Regions from separate parts of the Oryctolagus cuniculus genome. Here region 2 is linked to region 1. Evidence: chromatin contacts called from public Micro-C data. All regions are on one chromosome and are shown on one strand. Each heading gives the region's core, a stretch centred on a gene start, on an enhancer-like site or on the middle of the called end of the contact. The rest is flanking DNA. Distances are from core to core; before and after follow the strand shown. Region 1 has its middle 62 kb from the start of TMEM184C. Region 2 has its middle 220 kb from the start of TTC29.

Region 1 (6,464 bases), core at 252-2,751:
CCAGCGTTTGCAATAGCAGGAATCTAGAATTGGGAGTGAAGCGGGGACTTGAACTGGGGCACTCTGACATGGGACAAGGGTGTCTTAACCACTTGGGCAAACACCCTTCCCGCTGTGTTGTTTTATTGGTGTGTCCCTATCAGCGAAGGAAGGCAGGTGGAAATTCACACACTGCATATGTATTATACCAAGAACTGCACATGACACATTTAACACTGTCAACATCTCAGCTAAATATTTTTATGCCCATTTACAGACAAAGAAACTGAGGCAGGGAGATTTCAACAGCCAAACACTGACACAGCAAGTGTGAGAGATGCACTTAGAATTGAGCTGATCATGGAAAAAGAAGTAGAAGGCCGTATCCATGTGTCTGGACTTGAAATGAAAGCATCTTTCCCACAGAGAATCATTTTCTCCACAAAATAATTGAGACTTTCATTCCCCCTAACTGTTCTGTTCATTCATCTCACTGATTCTTTTGCCATACTATTCCAGAAGTGAATTAGGACAGTGAGTTCCCAAATCCGGAATCATCAAGTGATCTATGAAATTTTATCTCATTATTTATATAAGGAGCCTTTGAAAATCAAGGAGCAGCCTGAACCAGTGAGGTGCCTGGGTGGGACAGTCACAAGTAATGCAAGCAAATGAACTGCGGAAGCCATGAGGACAAAGAAAAACACAGGATCCTTAAGACACTGGGACACTTACTGTGCACGGGGTAAAGAGGGGAAAGATTTAAAGTAGGAATAACAAAGAAGTGCTAAGTGAATTCTGACTCAATGTCAGAACCTGTCCTTCGACTTCAGACATATTTTACTGATGACATTGTTTTCAAATGTTTGATTTTCTTTAAAAATTGGTTAATGGTTCCAATTTGCCCAGGTATCTCCCAGTTCTCCCCCAGAATGGAAAAAGATTATTCATTTCCAGTCTTTATCTTCTTGTTCAGACGCTAATGACTGACCATTTGAGAGGAAATAAACCAAAACCAAACATGTTTTTATATAATAAAATTTATTCATCTTGATATATAACTCATTTTTAAAATAAATAAGCTCCATAGTTTACTAATATGTCATGATTTTTCTCTTATCTCTATGAAAGCTTCATTCTTCTTGCCTTCTTTCTTTGCCATTGGCAAAACTACTACGACCCAAATTGTAAGAGAGGTAACACTCAAAGTGATGGGTGTTTCAACAGTGCCATGATCAAAAAATGGTCTGACCCCAAAAATTCAGATTTGTGAATGTTATCAGGGTACTTCCCAAATTCGCCAGAAGTCCTGGCTGGTTTTCTTCTCTGTATATCTGCACCTGCTTTTATACAGAAGGGATACACAGAAACTTATGTGTGTTGCTCATCTTACCAAGCAGAGCTCAGCACAGAATTCTTTCACTTCAAAGGGCACACCACGGGGCGCAAAGAAAGCTGGGACTGGGTCCTTCCCACCAAACACTGCCCCCCTGCACTCACACCCAACTCCCCAGTGAGCCAGGAAGGCAGGCTCGGGCCCTCACAGCTCTAGGTAACATTTCCCACAACCCCCGATTCATAAATATTGACATTTGGAAAAACAAGAGAAAAGAAAGCACTTTGCCAGGAAGAAAGAGTTAAGTTGAAATGTTTCTATATTTTCTAAAGCTTGATTTCTGTCCAAGATACCATTATGATTTTTAAATAAAATCTACCTTGTCTTGGAACTTTTAACCAGAGAATATAGGAAATGAAACCTCCAGAGTTTTAATTTTTTTCCAATTAAGAAAATACTTTTAACAGGACTAAGTTTAAAGCCGTTTTTCTAAAAGGGACAATAGCAGTATTCACAGATAAGATCTTTTTTGTTGATAATCAAATTTTTAAACCACAGTCGTTTTGAAATTATGTTTTCAGCAAAATCTTTTCTTTTTCCTTTTAAGTTTTCGTCTCCACCCTTCTTTGCTTCAAGCAGCAGAAATAATATAGTAACTAAGGCCCTTGGGAATTCCTTGCTCAGCCACCAGTCTGTTTCCAATGTGGAACTACAGCGCAACCTGGTGGTAGTTGCAGTTATAACCATGGTTTAAGGATGTGAGCTGTCCAAGTTAAAAACCAAAATAAAGGAAAGCCCTGTGTTTGATTCTAAAAAAAAAATAAACTATCTGGGAACAGAACTTTAGGGTGAATCTTTCAATATCATAATTAAAAACACAACTTTAAAAATGTTTCAATATAATATACCTCTCACCAATGTGGTGATTAAGGATGTCTTAAGAGTGTCAATTGTTAACAACAGGAGTCACTGTGCACTTGCTCCCCATGTAGGACCTCTGTCCTTAATGAGTTGTACTATGAGAATTAACTGCCAAACTTGTTCTCTAATAGTACTTTTTACATTATATGTGTGTATGTGTGTAAACTGTTGAAATCCTTACTTCTCATAGAGTTGGTCTTCTGTATATATAGATAATTAAAAATGAATCTTAAAGAATGGGATGGGAGACCAGCACCACAGCTCACTAGGCTAATCCTCTGCCTGCGGCACCAGCACCCCGGGTTCTAGTCCCGGTTGGGGCGCCGGATTCTGTCCCAGTTGTTCCTCTTCCAGTCCAGCTCTCTGCTGTGGCCCGGGAAGGCAGTGGAGGATGGCCCAAGTGCTTTGGGCCCTGCACCCACATGGGAGAGCAGGAGGAAGCACCTGGCTCCTGGATTTGGATCAGCACAGCACACCGGCCAAAGCAGCCATTTGAGGGGGTGAACCAACGGAAGGAAGAACTTTCCCTGTCTCTCTCTCTCTGTCTAACTCTGCCTGTCAAAAAAAAAAAAAATGGGATGGGATGGGATGGGAGAGGGAGTAGGAGGTGAGATGGGAGTAGGGGAGGAAGGTTAGGTATGGAAGACAAAAACATTATATTCCTAAAGTTGTACGTATGGAAGTTGTATTCATGAAATTAAAAAAAAAAAAAAGGGAAACAGTCTTTAACCAGTGACAAAGGAAAGTAAGCCAAGCAGTTTTCCAGGTCTGGGAAGATTCTCTACATTCCATGGGTAAAAAGCAAGCACATGGGCTGTTGCACCCGCGTGGGAGACCAGGAAGAAGCACCTGGCTCCTGGCTTCGGATTGGCGCAGCTCCAGCCGTAGCAGCCATTTGGGGAGTCAAAAGAAAAAAACAAAGTGGACATTTGTCCTAATATTTTTTCCCCTAGTCTTAAAATTCAAGCTAATAAGAACTTTCATCAAATGGTTTTTTTTCCTTACGAAGGAAATGTAATTTTTGATGAGTCTCCAAGAGAAATCAGACCATTTTATATGCTTTTCTTTCACAACTATCAGCACCATAATGTAAGACTTCAGGCACAAACTGGTGATTCACAGCCATTGTCATCGCTTGTGTTTATAGGGCTTTATATCTACTCATTTTATTTTTTTAAGTGACACATACAAAGTGTACCCAAGAGGGTACTTCAAATGGTTCTTGGAAAAAAATGGAATTGAAAGGTAGGTTTGCCTTTCTCTGAAGGGAGAAGAGAACTTCCACTTTAAATATGGCCTTGTCTAAATAAGATCAGAGTTGGTGAACCCAAGAGGCTTCCATAGCCTTGGCAGCTCGTGGCAAGAGACCCAGGTGATTACTGACATCATAAATTAGAGTGTCAATTATTAAATCAACAATGGGAGTCACTGTGCACCTGCTCCCCATGTAGGACCTCTGCCCTTAATGTGTTATACTATGAGAATTAATGGTAAAACTACTACTCAAACAGTACTCTATACTTTGTGTGTCTTTGTGGGTGCAGTCTGTTGAAATCTTTACTTAGTATATACTAAGTTGATCTTCTGGATATAAAGATAATTGGAAATGAATCTTGATGAATAATAGGATGGGAGATGGGATGGTTGCAGGTGGGAGGGAGGTTATGGGGGAAAGCTGCTATAATTCAAAAGTTGTACTTTGGAAATTTATGTTTATTAAATAAAAGTTAAATAAAAGAAAAATAAATGTAGGTTTACTTTGGTGTAAAATAAATTTGAGATCCATGCATAGTTTTATCATAATAATTTTCCAAATTTTTGAAGGCCTTTTATACACATGAATTTCTGTTTGTATCAAAATAATCTCTTAATTCCATGTTCTATAAATTTTCTCTAATCCTGTTATCTACTCTATCAAATTAAGAATCAGTATCTCCACTTTAACAGATGAATGGGGCTTAAAGATATGAACTAACTTGTTCAAGTTCACTCAGCTGGTGAGTGACAGAAGGAACTGAACCTTACACCTGCCTGCTCCCAAGCTCGCACCCACAGTCTGGAACATGGTGTGCCTTCAGAAAGCATCTGCTGACTCAAGGAACAAATGTGACTATTAGAAGGATATCAACGGCAAGATTGGACTAACTCTAAACTCTTTGCCTGTATACCCAGTAACTCTTCCAGTAAGATTGAGACCTCCTGGGACAGGCGTTTGGTGCAGTAATTAGGATGTGGCTTGGATGCCTACATGCCACACCTGAGTGCCTGGGTTCAAGTTCTGGCTCCTTCCCCGATTCCAGTTTCCTGATAAGAATGTGGGAAGCAGTAGCTTGAGTACTTGGGTTCCTGCCACCCATGTGGGAGACCCACATTGAGGTCTTGTCTCCTGGCTTCAGCCTGGCCCATTTTTAGTTGTTTGGGGAGTGAACCCTCTGAGAAAAGATATTTCTCTCTCTCCGCTCCCCCCACCCCTGCTTTTCAAATAAAATATTTAAGTAATGAAAAATTTTTAGAAGTAGACATATTTTGAATTTTCTCTTCTTCATGCAATTGCACCCTCTCAAGCCTTCTACGTCCCCTCTACTCTGGAAAAGAGCAGCGGAGAAACCCCAGGCCACCGTCACCAGGACCTCACCCCCAGGTGCCCTAGCTGGGATCTTCACCACTTTTTTGCCATAGATCCCTTTGGAAAGCTAGGGAAGCTTCTAGACCCCTTTCAAAATATTCTAATAATTACAAAGAAAACCAATTATTTTTAAATAAAAACTTTTAAAAAAAACTTAAGCCCTGGCTGGCACCGCCGCTCACTAGGCTAATCCTCCGCCTAGCAGCGCCGGCACACCGGGTTCTAGTCCTGGTCGGGGCGCCGGATTCTGCCCCAGTTGCCCCTCTTCCAGGTCAGCTCTCTGCAGTGGCCAGGGAGTGCAGTGGAGGATGGCCCAAGTGCTTGGGCCCTGCACCCCATGGGAGACCAGGAGAAGTACCTGGCTCCTGCCATCAGATCAGCGCGGTGCGCCGGCCGCAGCACGCCGGCCGCGGCGGCCATTGGAGGGTGAACCAACGGCAAAGGAAGACCTTTCTCTCTGTCTCTCTCTCTCACTGTCCACTCTGCCTGTCAAAAAAATAAATAAATAAATAAATAAACTTAAGCCCTTAAGCTGATTTGTAACACTCATGTAGTGCTTGTTTATTAATGCATTTTTCTACTAATTTTATTTCTTTGAAAGGCAGAAGAGAGACAGACAGACAGACATCTACTACCCAATTGATTCACTCCTCCCAAAGCCATGAATGCCATCCAGGTCTCCCATGTGGGTGGCAAGGACCCAAGTACCTGAACCATCTAATCCAGAAAGCTGGATTAGAAACAACTGAGACTCAATTTCAGGCACTCCAAGTAAGATTTGGGTATTCCAAGCAGTAGCCTAACCAAACATGCCACACCTACTCCTATTGATGTATTAAGTAACAAGATCTAGCTAGACAATTATTATATTCTCGAAGTACCAATGATCATAAACATTTGGAGACATCTATAACTGCTGTAAGGTGGCATGAACAGATCTTTGAGATTTTACTGGGGAGATTTTTTTTTTATCTTTTATTTAATGAATATAAATTTCCAAAGTACGACTCATGGGTTACAATGGCTTTCCCCCCCATACCGTCCCTCCCACCCACAACCCTCCCCTTTCCCACTCCCTCTCCCCTTCCATTCACATCAAGATTCATTTTCGATTATCTTAATATACAGAAGATCAGCTTAGTATACCTTAAGTAAGGATTTCAACAGTTTGTTCCCACACAGAAACATAAAGTGAAAAATAATAGATGATTTTTTTTTAAATGATGATGAAATCAGATCAGACCTATTGTCAAGTTGGGAATTGATAATTTCTTTTTCTTTTTTTTTTTTTTTACAGAAGATCAGTTTAGTGTACATTAAGTAAAGATTTCAATCGTTTGCACCCCCATAGAAACACAAAGTGAAATATACTGTTTGAGTACTCGTTATAGCATTAAGCCTCAATGTACAGCACATTAAGGACAGAGATCCTACATGAGGAGTAAGTGCACAGTGACTCCTGTTGTTGACTTTACAAATTGACACTCCTGTTTATGGCATCAATAATCTCCCTATGCACCAGTCATGAGTTTCCAAGGCTATGGAAGCCCCTTGAGTTCTCCGACTCTTATCTTGTTTAGACAAGGTCATAGTCAAAGTGGA
Region 2 (6,571 bases), core at 68-2,567, 500 kb before region 1:
CCTCCCTGAATGGTTCGTACAGCAAGCTTTAAGGGGAACATTGATATCAGAGAAAGGGACAGGGGTCCTGTGTGGCCAGAGATATCCTTAGGCATCAGGATATGGCCATCTGCCTTTGAGACTGGCTCTAACGGGAACACTGCTAAGTGTGGTACATTTCAAGGGACAGAGCAGTCTACATTTTAAGAGGCAAAGAGCCAATTAAGACAGTTTGTGTGGAATCTGAACCTCCCTAGTACACTTCACTCACAGACCTCTGCCCTAGCTCCTGGAATCTGTTGCTGACCCTGGGTGGGAAGGCAGCACAGCCGCCTGACTCCAGCAGAGGCTCATCCTCATCCACCTGCCCCACCTGCCCCTTTCTGCATACCCTGCACTGGGGTCTACTAACTCCACTCTCCCCTTGCTGGGCACCCTCAACACACACCCTTGTCCACTCGACTCCAGTCCTCTTCGTGGGTCGGAGCTGAGGCCCAGCAGCTGGAGCACCAATTGGGATCTCAAGACAATCTGACACGGCTGAAAAGAGAGGCTTTCTTAGCACCTTTGGTTGAGATGAAGAAATTACTGGAAGCCTGAAGCAGCTGCCAGGGGGAAGGAAATCCCATGTCACACAGCTGGTAAAAAAGGGAGGTGACATGATTCTCCGGTCCGTCAATTGACTGCTGGTTGCTCCCCTTGTCCCTTGTGACTCCTCTCTACCGTGGCACTTCTTCCTGCTTTCATGAATTCAACTAACATGACCAGGCACCTGTGACATGTATCATACATACATACATGTCATATACATACATGACAACACTTTTGCACTAAAATAAATATTTAATTCTAGCTTCCATGAAATTTTTAATTCTTTATTTCCGTGACACACACACACTCCCAGTATCTGAAGCTGTATATAGTGCCCCGTACGCATGAACTAAGTCTTGGCTGAGGGGAACAATCCCAGTTTTCTGCTTACAGTTGCCTAAGGCAGAGTGGCTTTATGTCATGCTTGAGAACAGGAGTTGCAGATCGCAGCCAGCAAACAGAAATAGGGCCTTTCTGGGTTCTATTGCTACTCCGGCAGGGGTGGAGAGAGGGGATTAGCTGCAGGACTAGAATCATCTTCGGTCAGAAACGGCAAAGGCGAGTTTCTGCCAGGAGCTGTGCTCAGAAAGCTCCCAGCGGGCCAGAAGGCGGGAGCCGGCGGGAGCGGGCAGCGGGGGCGCCTCCGGCCTGTCACTCAGCAAGGCCAATGTAAGCTCCCTGGTAGCCCTCCTGCCCCTGGGGATAAAGGTGCCGCGTCTTGGTGGCTACACCAGGGAGCAGGGCGCCGTGCCCTGGGCTCTCGCACCCAGATCTCTCTGGTCGCTGCGCGGTCCAGGGCGCCGGCTGTCGCGGGCATGTGCACACACTACTCTCCTCGGAAGCTCGCGTTTCCTTCGGGGCTGCGGATAGCAGCGTGGGTGGGGATTCAAGTGGGAAAAAGAAAGGCAAGGCGGTAGTAGGAGATAATGAAGCCACTCAATGGATTTCCAGAACTGCAATTTTTCCACTGAGACAAAAGAAACAATGAAAGATTGATGGTGACTGTTTTAAGTTTAGTAAACTGAAACTAGAATAAGGCTTAAGTAAAGGAGAATTCCTTCTCTAAATCAAGTTCTAGTTGCTCAAAACCCCAGGGTAAATCACAGTACAAAAGAAATTATGCTGGGGCCAACACTGTGGCTTGGAAGGCTAAGCCTCCAATTGCGGTGTCGACATTCCATATGGGCAGCCAGTTGGAGTCCTGGCTGCTCCTCTTCCAGGACAACTAGAAAACACTGACCTATGGCCTGGGAAAGCGGTGGAAAATGGCCCAAGTACTTGGGTCCTGTATCTGTGTGGGAGACCAGGAAGAAGCTCCTGGCTCCTGGCTTCTGGCTTCAAATCGGCTCAGCTCCAGCTGTTGTGGCCATCTGGGGAGTGAACCAGCACTCTCTCTCTCTCTCTCTCTCTCTCTCTCTCTCTCTATCTCTCTCTGTAACTCTACATCTCTATAAAGAAATAAAAATAATTTGAAGAAATTATGCTGACCACATATTATCTATCTGTATTTCTGATAGATTTTAAATAAGCTCTACACTAATAAAAATTCATAAATGGGATTAAATATCTTCCAGTGATCTCAACTAACTTCAATTAAGCTGCCCCATATGCCTGGGTTGTGCCTGCTCTCAGGAAAGGCCCATGGGCAAGTCCATATGCAGCTCTTTTTTATTATTCATTCATTTGAAAGGCAGAGTGACATAGAGAGGGATAAAGAGGAAAGATCTTCCATCTACTGGCTCACTCGCCAAATGGAGTGGATTGGGCCAGGTCAAAACCAGGAGCCAGCAATTCCATCTGGGTCTCTCACATGGGTGACTGGGGTCTAAGCACTTGAGCCATCTTCCCCTGCTTTCCTAGGTGCATTAGCAGGGAGCTGGACTGGAAGTGGAGCGACCAGAGCTCCAACTTGTACTCATGTATGGATGCCAGCATCCCGAGCAGTGGCTTAACTCACTGTGCCACACTATCAGCACCATATGCAGCTCTTATACCTTAAAATGTACACTAGGGGGACTGGAGGTTGCTGCAATAGGCAAAATATCTCTTGGGATGCCCTCATTCCACATTAGAGTGCCTGAGTTCAAGTGTTGGCTCCACTTCCATTCCAACTTCCTGTTAATGTGCACCCTGGGAGGCAGCAGGTGGTAGATCAAGTACTCAGGTGCCTGCCACCCACGTGGTGGACTGGATTGAGTTTCAGCCTCCTGGTCTTAGCCTGGTCCAGCCCTGGCTAAATACAGTTATTTAGGGGTGAACTGGCAGACAAAAGATTTCTCTCTCTCTCTCTCTCTCTCTCTCTCTCTCTCTCTCTCTGCTTTTCAAGTTTGTTCATGAAGACAAGGAGAGACATACTCAGACCTAGAGCTCACTTCACAGGATGGCAATAATCCTGGTTATCTGAAGGAAAGGTCAATAGTACAAATGCTGCGGAGGCCTGGAAGCCAACTTGAAAAGGCCTCGTCACCAAGAGTCCCCTTCCTGAGACAATAACACAGACACTGGTGCCTACTTAAGAGATTGCATCACCCATGTAGAAACGACAGAAGACCTGTCATTTTCAACACTGACTGCCTCATATTCTATATGTTCCTGTAGACCATATCCCTACCTGGGAATAATCAAAGTCTTCCACTTCTCAGCTTTCTTTTGTGCACAAATGCATGCAAACACACAATACTTGGTGATCACTAACTCTTAGTTGCAGCCAATTAACTCCTTCAAGAACCTTTTAAGTGGGTTTTTATGAAAGCAAAATAATTAAAATTCAATATAAATACTTATTCTCAAGCCTAAGCAAAGGGGCACCATTCCCATATTATTCTAAACAACTATTAAAAGCATTAAAATATCCTGTGCATATTCCCATCAACTCCTATAACCTCTTAGATCCATGTGATTTAATTTTCTTCATTCATATATTATTCTTTTAGTTACATGATAAATAAATAATGATGTCCAAAAATCCCTTTTTGGACTTTTAATTTGTTTTTTTTTTTTTTAAGGAAACAAAATTTGGGGTCATAACATTTTAAAAAATATTTGATTAGGAAATAAGATATATCTACATTTAAATATGTTGAAAAAAACAGAATATCACTCCCTCTGATATTCCTTTTTGCTACAATTTAGCCATATATATTTTACCTGGGAAATTTCTAGCTAAACATCACTGGGTGATAGTGGTAATGGTGACTGTGGTGGTTCTAGGAAGGTATTTTCTGGAGATTATGATCTCTGGAACACTCACTAAACCCCTCTATTCCAAAGAGTCAAGTGCTAAGCTAATTCCTTTGCCAGAAAGAGAGCAAATGTGTCTTCATTGACATAATAAGCAATCAGCGCAATGAACAGAAAAAGTCAGAAACACCAACCCGCCCTAACCCATTCCACTTGCTGGAAGGTAAATTTCAATTTTGGCAATCTGACCTGCAGCTACAGCTTAAAGCCACCAGAGGTCAGGATTTTACATCTGTCCCAAATCCTTGCTAAACTAGTCCGAAGACAATGGTGTTTCTTTTCCTGGTGCCTCATTTTGTTCCCTCTTTTTAGTTTCATCACCCCCAAGTGGGATATAAGAATATTATAAATAAATACAAGAAACTCATATTATACACTCCAGATGGCTTCATGAGAAAAGAGAGGGACATTTAGAAAACAATTCTTGAATCTTTTAAGAATTAAGAGGAAGGGCAAAACATCCTATTAATCATTTTGAAAAGAAAACAAAAAATCTATATGAGCATTCTGTTCATAAAGTTGAATTTGATGTTTGTTTTCAATCACGAAAATAAAGTTTCCCTTCATTAAAACAAAAAGACAACAATAGTAGTAGTAGTAGCAGTAGTAGTAGTGTTAGTAGCAATGGTGGCAGCACTGGAACCAACATGTATTGTGTGCCCCATCCTAAATACTTTCAGTGCTGTTATAACATCAACCAGCCACACAGGATTTTCTAACATTTATCAGGATCCTGGACAATGTCATATCTTTCACAACTATCACCTCACATATGAGAGTTTCACCAAAGAATTCAAATGGGGGAAAGAAAAGTTGTTGACATGAAGATATTGTATTAATCCCAGGGATATTTACAACAGCCAAATTTGGAAACGACCTAATAATAGCAAAATAACCAAGTGAAATAGCAAATAATATGTTGTCATTACAACTAGAATTATAAAGGTTGAAGCAACAAGAAATATGTTTGGAGAAAAAAAAAGCAATTGAGAAAACTATATCTGTATTATAATTAAAACTATGTAAAGTATGTGCATATATAGATATGGATAAAGAAAAAATCTGCTAGAAAAACAACAGATTTATTAGGGTGTGGGGTTGTAGGGATTATAGACAAAAATGTTAAAAAGTAATAATCCTAGAAAACATTTGGCAATATTGCCAAAGGATACAAGTGAAAAATGCATCCTCTTGGGATTCAGAGCGTAAACCAAGTCACCAAGGCAATCTGTTCCCTGCTCATACACATCCAGTGTTAACCCGCCAGGCACATACAGGCCTCCTTCTGACTTTGTCCAGTTTGGCCATCCCTCAAAAGCACCCAAAGATTCAGCAGTAATAGTTACTGTTTTTCTTTGTAGTAACACCAAATATGCATAGAGCGCTAAATAAAATAAAAAATGTTATGGCTAAGCTATGTCATTTCTAATTCGCTATGGATAAACAATGCCACTTGAAATCCCACAGTGCTGCTAGCAGAGTAGTATCCCAGAGGAAAGCAGGGAGAAAAACCCAGGTGGGCCTGGACTTCACACAATGAAGAGGCCAACTTTTACATTTCACAGTGTACAGCCTCATCTGGTCTTCCAATGAACCCTTTGCACCTTTAAGCACAAAAATACAACACCCAGAAATAGGAGGTATCTCCTCGGATCATGCTTAGAAAAGACAACAGGTTCACAAAAGAGAGGATAGATATCCTCTTTCTGAATTCCTTTCCCCACCCCTTTCCCTCTCTGTAACAACTGCTGTTTGTAGTTTCTAACCCTCTCTCCCATGGCAACCACACGAGGATAAACACCCAGATTCTTAGGTTTACCCCTCCAAACAACAGAATTATGTTGACCTGAAAAACCTGTATTTTCTTACAAGCTCTTCAGCTTTGAAAATTCAAAATGGTATCTTTTTTAGAGAGGAAAGTCAATGGGGTAGAAAATTGTACCCAATCAATTGTCTCCCTTCAACCCATGCCCAGAAAGGTTCATCTCTAGTTGTAAATGTTCCTTGTGAGGAATTACCTAGGAAATACGATGGCTAACTGATCCTCATAGTCTCAGGCTCCTGGCCAAAACCCACAGCTGCTCTTCCTCACACCTCCCCACATGCTGTCCCACACTGAAAACATGCAAGTTACAGAGAGATTCCCAGGCCTCCTTTTTTAAAAACCACTACAGCAAAGAATAATAAGGAAGTGCAGTCCCAGCACTGCCATCAGAGAGGCAGAAATGCAGCAACAGACATTCCCATGGGGCAAAGTAAAGTACGCCTCTGGTCTTGTCCAGAGCAGATGTCGGGGAGCAGACAACCCTAGCAAAACTGTGATAAAGACGTTAAGTGTACCAAGGAGTAACATGAGCCACTCACCCAGAAGGGGAGGGAAGTGCGGTTGTCTTCTTGGAACTGTACCTATGGAATGTATGAAATCCATTCTCTTCATGTTAATCATAAGAAAAACAGTAATAGCAACAATAAAAAATATAACCCCCCCAAAAAACAAGACCAACGGTCCAGTTCCAACAGCACAGGGCAACTGCATTCTGTACACAGAAACGTGGATGCATGCTCATCTATTTATTCAGCCAATAGGAGGGGGTACCTGCCATGTGCCAGGCACTGCTTCCAACACTTGGAACACATCTGTGAACATAACAGACAGAATGCATTTTTGGAGCTTACACTCCTGCAGGAACTTGGATGATGCAAGAAGACACTGAATTCAAAACAGAGCAGGACAGAATAGATTCTCTTGGCCACATTCCAG

What was found. Hi-C and Micro-C count contacts between places; a contact is called where the count stands out from the background.
Region 2: a Micro-C map of ear pinna shows a contact between it and region 1, with 12 times the contacts expected there. The contact joins two enhancer-like sites. A contact is called at or near these places in 5 of 6 Hi-C or Micro-C datasets (ear pinna, embryonic fibroblasts, psoas muscle and 2 more).

The regions. Positions count from the first base shown.
Region 1 is chr8:17,155,403-17,161,866 of mOryCun1.1, reverse strand. No RefSeq gene overlaps it. Among named protein-coding and RNA genes, the nearest start is that of TMEM184C, 62 kb to the right of the region's middle. Within about 2 kb of position 1,501, at least 1 of the 8 cell types and tissues checked has an H3K27ac peak or open chromatin away from gene starts, as enhancers often do. A contact at or near this core is called in ear pinna, where this site is marked.
Region 2 is chr8:17,654,252-17,660,822 of mOryCun1.1, reverse strand. No RefSeq gene overlaps it. Among named protein-coding and RNA genes, the nearest start is that of TTC29, 220 kb to the left of the region's middle. Within about 2 kb of position 1,317, at least 1 of the 8 cell types and tissues checked has an H3K27ac peak or open chromatin away from gene starts, as enhancers often do. A contact at or near this core is called in ear pinna, where this site is marked.